Linked DNA regions of Mus musculus: region 1 is linked to region 2. A link is a contact called in public promoter capture Hi-C data. All regions are on one chromosome and are shown on one strand. The core of a region is the stretch at or near the end of the contact, and the rest is flanking DNA. Distances in the headings are between cores, read along the strand shown.

Evidence for each region. Promoter capture Hi-C pulls out the DNA fragments that hold promoters and counts their contacts.
Region 1: a contact with region 2 is called in a promoter capture Hi-C map of the HPC-7 cell line, with 3 times the contacts expected there. The contact joins the promoter of 2610203C22Rik here to the promoter of Cpa6 in region 2. A contact is called at or near these places in 2 of 39 promoter capture datasets (the HPC-7 cell line and hippocampal neurons).

Annotation. Positions count from the first base shown.
Region 1 is chr1:9,629,718-9,632,417 of GRCm38.p6, forward strand. It overlaps 2610203C22Rik (RIKEN cDNA 2610203C22 gene), which reads right to left and starts at 1,375. Exons shown (of 5, transcript NR_015470.1): 1 at 1,344-1,375.
Region 2 is chr1:10,718,486-10,721,272 of GRCm38.p6, forward strand. Cpa6 (carboxypeptidase A6) reads right to left here and starts at 1,460. Exons shown (of 11, transcript NM_177834.4): 1 at 1,127-1,460. The coding sequence starts at 1,242.

The sequences.
Region 1 (2,700 bases), core at 125-2,624, 1.1 Mb before region 2:
CTTTACGTTGTTGTGGGTCATATAAACCTTAGGGATTGGAGAGATGAATCTGAGACTCAATTTGAGACTAGAAAGTAAGATTTTAAATTCTTTGCACTCCCACAGCCTAACACCCTTCTGAAGCAAATGTCCTCTATAAAGAAGACAGGAAACTGTTAGCAGGGTCCCCTGCCATTCAGCCCAAGAGCTGTGAACCCCTGACAGTGTAGAAACTGCTGCCAAGTGAGAAGCCGGGTGCCAGACCCCACCTCACAGTGGTGAGCCTCCTTGCTGCCTGAGTTTCTTTGAACCTCTATTTTGCATTCAAATTAAATTACCTACCCGATCTACCTCACCGGCTGATGAAAACTCAACAGAGCCCAAGCCTAACCGGGCTTTGCAAATTGTGAATTGCATTAACATATGGTGTGATAATCCGCCCCATTCAGAAGAAGCAGGGACGGGTGGCGAGCAGTGAGTGATTCAGCCAGCCAGGCAGGAACTGAAAATAGAATCATTTCCTGAGCCAGGGTCCAGGGTTCTCTCTCAGAAGAAGGTGGGCAGGGGAAGGGCTCCAGGGCGGCTGAACACAAGGCTCTCCATTTCCCACTGTAGCATTTGGGCTGATCCTGCAGCCCCAGGTGGTCACCCAGTGTGCCAGGTCAGTCCGGGCCAGTGACCCTTGCTTGGCTCAGAAGCAAGATGTGGGTGGTGACGACTCTTTTGAATTCAAAAGAGTCTACTTGCTGCCAACTGCTGCCTTTGGCCTCCTGCCTGCATTCCCTACCAGCAAAATTAGTCCTCAACTGAAACCTACAAAGTGCATTGGCTTAGGAGACCACAGGCTTTTGTCTGTCTGCTCCAACTCGGAGGAAGAAGGCCCAGCCCTGCTCATTTAGCCTCACTAGACTTCAAACCAGACCCTAGGACTAAAGTGCTCCTGAGGAGTCAGGTCTGATGGGAAGCTTGCTTGGTAAGGTATAACCAGGCAGAGATTTGGTACTTCATAAATAAGCCCTCTGCACCACATTCTTGTTATTCATGCAGGCCAAGTAAAGCAAGACAATAACTCAAGAAACAGTGACCTCACCAGGAAAGCAGGCTATGTAGTCTCACACACAAGCCTCACGGCCATAAATCCAGGAGACTATTCCATGAAAATTCTCTGTCCTTGCAGAGGAGCAGGGACAGTGTGGAGGCAGGGAGGAGAGAGCCCTCTTATCTACAGAGATCTCCCTTTATGCCTCAGAAATGAAAGGACACTTCTCTCTCTCTCTCTCTCTCTCTCTCTCACACACACACACACACACACACACACCCACACACACAGGTGGACCTGTACCCTTGTCACTTTGTAGACATACCAGAAGGAATTCAAAGCTGCTTGTCATCTTCGTCCTCTTCGTTCTCTAGGGCCTGTCCAGGCTCTTGCCAGCAGACTGCTCTGCAGCTGGATGCTATTGTAAACTATGCTTCCGCATCTGTGTCATGCTCTTCCTTAGGAGAGGGCTAAAGATGGAGCTCAGGGGAAGTAGGAAGAGGAAAGATGCTTCCTGTTCTGGCTACTTACTCTCTGCTCTCCCAGCCCAAGGAGGAGTGTAAAAGGCTCTATTCCTAGCCTCTGAATCCTCAGGTTAAAGCTACAGATCTTCTGGGATTCCTCTCTGGGTTCAGTGGACTGTTGCATGTGAAGACAGATAGACAGTTAACAGGCACTGGTGTATGTAGTTTACATGTGGTGGGCTCTGAGCTAAGTGCTTAAAGTACCTCAGCTCATGTGATCCTCCATCCAAGATGGACTTTTATCTTCCCTATAGATGATTAAAAGGTCAGAAAGGCCTTCATGTTCCTGATGAGAGCCGAAATTTCCTTTTAGAAAGAAAACGTTGCTTGTGCCTCCAAAAGGCTGGAAGCCAAGGAAGGAGGCCAAAAAGGGCCCTCAGCCAGCCCATTACTCAGCAGGTAAGCAAGCTAGTTGTGAAAGACAGTGGCTCAGTTGTCATCCCAGTGTCCAGGGCAACAGTACAAACAGTGTACATAACACAGGTCAATGCCCCAGCCTTTCTGACTTAAAAAAAAAAAAATCCCCTGCGGCATGTGGTGAGAGGGGGCAGGGTACAGGGAAAGCAGGTAGGCTTCCTGATGACATGAGAACATACCTCCACCTGGGGATACTTCCAGCCTCTTTGTTGTGCTTTGGCGGTGCTTGTGCAGAAAATAAAACCACTGGCCCAGTTCCCACTTCAGTTATTCTTTGAGTGTGGAGGTGGTCTCCAGAAGGAAGGGGCTCCTCCACCAAGAAACCTGTATTTGTGACAAAGGTTTCAGAAACATGCCATCCCCCCCCCCCACTTCACAATTTAATGCTACACTTTGCAATGCAGATCCTGCCTTCTCTCAAAGAAGACAAAAAGCAAAAGTCATCTAAAAGTAATAGAATTTAGCAGAGTGAGAAGAAATGATCAGGACACAGATCCTAGAAGAAATAAATGGAGAAAGAGATGTGGAAGTTTGAGACAGCAGAAAGAAAACAATGGAAAAAAGAGGAGAATTTAAAGAAGCTCACAGTGAGGGCTATGGGGACAATTCAGCATTGGGGAAAACATGCTGCTCTTGCAGAAGACCCAAGATCTCAGCACCCATATTTTGGGGATTCCACACCCTTTTCCGACTTCATAGGCACTAGGCATGTACTTGGTACACATATATGCACTCAGGCAA
Region 2 (2,787 bases), core at 210-2,709:
GATGTAAATGCCCTTCTGTGCCTCAAGAAAAAAAAATATAGGTGGAAAATTTTAAGGTTATATTCCCACCTCTATTTCACCAAACACCTTCCCACTTGATCCTGTGCCCTCCCCAATTAAAATCATGTTTGTGAATGTCTCCCTGTAAATTCTGTATTTGGAAGATTACTAAACAAAAGCAGCTTCCAGTTCCTCGGGGAGAGAAAGAGAAACACAATTCTGCATTCCATACTCTCACAAGCTCCACATACAAGTCCTAAAATGAGCAACTTTTCTTTGGGATGCTAATTTTTTTCCACTGGAGATAACTGAGTGGTACGGTAATGTCACTTCTCCTCCTTGGTTTTAAGCAACTGAACTAGAGGATCTAGTTAAGGTTCCTTTCTAAAATGCAGGCATTCTATAATTTCCAGATTCAAAAATCAGCACTCTGCAAATCTGAGCCAAGCGCACGCTGTCTGTGCCACAGCAAGCCTTCAAGATAATAAGAGCGTGCACAGTGGTACATTTCTTTAGTCCCAGCTCTGGGCCTCCCTGAGATTGCCTTCTCAGAGCCTGCTAACCTACAGAGAGGGGAAAACTGGTTTCTTCTTCTTAAAAATACCAGCATGTTTACAGTTGACTACTTTTATTCTGCTTATTTTGTGTCGATCTGAAATATCTAACAATCACCCTGAACTAACATTTTTTTTAAAATCATATTCAGCTCTTCAATAAGTCACAGGTAAATTTTAACCCACTGCTGAAGTGAGTGCACCATTCTAAAGGACACTAATTTCTAGGTCATATTTCATGTGGTACAACAGTATTCTTTATGCTGAGCATCAACCAAGGCAAATACTGCAGATACTAGCCACAGCACCCCAGAGACACTTTCCCATTGAATTTTGAGGCCCCAGCTGTGGCTGGGACACTCTAAACAGTATGATAGCAGACTATTGTCTACAATACGTTCTCAGCCAACTGAACCAATACTGGATGCTGTTTATACATTTTATGGAGGGGACTCTGAAGCCCTCAGTCACACAGAAACCACAAACAACAAAATGGTGAGGCACATGGGGGCTAAACAACACCCCTCTCATACAAGCAAAGCCTCGCAGGACAAGAAGTTGGCTCCACTTACCCAGCATAGCGGTTGTCGTAAGAGTGGCAGTGCCCAGGTTTCAGAATATTCAAAAGGAGCCAGCAAACCGGCAGAAAAGCTGCTGTGTGGCTCCTGGGATTCCCGAGGAAGTTCATACTATTGCAATGAGAGGAGCTGAAAGTTGCTTAACAGCAGTCACCAAAGGAAGAGGCTGGAGGTGGCTTACAACACCCCCTGCTCACCAGCAAGTTGTCTGGGAAAGGGGTGGGGGAGAAGGCTTGGGAATGAGCAAAATGTGACACTTTAGGCAGCTAGGGAGTTGCTATTAAGACTGGGTCTTGTGAGGAAATGCAGCCCAGCCCAGCCTGGAAGCAGGGGCCGATCCTAAATCAGGCTCTCCTGAAGGGGCTGGGCCTCCCTGAGCTGACTCACAGGCAGACTTTGCAGGGTGCTATAGCCTGTGGGTAACCCTTCTCTGGTTTTGGTTTGTCTGTTTGCCTATTGAAGATCACTAAGTCTTTTGTATAACCGTTCTTTCTCTGCTGCCTTGATAGCATAGGGACCTTATCTTAATTGCCAACAGTATGTAGGAGACATACAAGCTGGCAGACACATTCCAGGCTTAATGATTTGTTCTGCCACAACAGATTTCCACACAGGTTTTCCAGATTGAAACCCACAGTGAAAGGAACTTCACGTGTGAAGGAGGAGGCTTAGGCATCTGGATGTGAGATGTTGGCCTCATTCTGGCTTGTAACTATATGTGGACAAACAGAGGGACTGCTAGCCTGCTAGGAGCTCTCGGTATTCATTCTGCACTAGCAGGACCCATATTTGTGGCTGCTGAACAGTTTCTTGAAGGATGGGGAAGCCTCCCAGGGCTTTGTGACCTTGGTTGCACATTTGGAATCATTTAGGGAAGGTGAGCCTTTCAATCAGAATGCAGAAGGATGGCATCTGTCATTGAAAAAGCTGCCCCAGTGACTGGGGAGGTGGTTCAGTGAATGAAATAACTGGCATGAGGACTCAGGTCCAGATCTCCAGCATCTGTGTAAAAGCCAATCCTCAGGGTGCAGGTCTGTGATCCCAGTGTTGAAGGGTGTGGGAAGAGACAGGTGCCACTGGGGGGGGGGGGGGTGAGTGCTGGTGCACATAGGGACCAGCTCACTCAGTGAGTCCCAAGCTGGTTTAGAGCAGGGCTTGTCAAACTTCTAGCGCCTACAAATTACTGATTCATTCTGAAGAGGATTGCTGCCAAGTGGGAAATTCTGTCATTTATGAAGTGTTTCAGGGTGAGGGCTCATGTGGAGGCCCCTCAGCCACACTTGGTATAGCAGCAAGTCTTGATTTTTAGAAGGAGCCATGCTTTTTCTCCTCTTCCTAGACTGTGGTGGGGGAGGGAACACAAATCAAGAAACCTCGGAGCAAGCCATTTCCCAATGGAAATTTCCCATGGTTTTAGTGAAGGAACTGGCTCAGAATTTTCTTAGCAGCCACAAACATCTACTCACCCAGAAACCCCACATTGCGGGTTTGCTTTGCCTTAGCTCTGAGGGTGTGAGGACACAGCCTGTCAGCTTTTTCCTGAGCACTGGTGCTTTTTAAGCAGACAGTGAGCTCCAGTGGCTTTACTGCAGTCGATCATCCCTGTGAAGCTTCCAGAACTCCTGCACCCCACACTGCGGGGGAAGCATAACCCT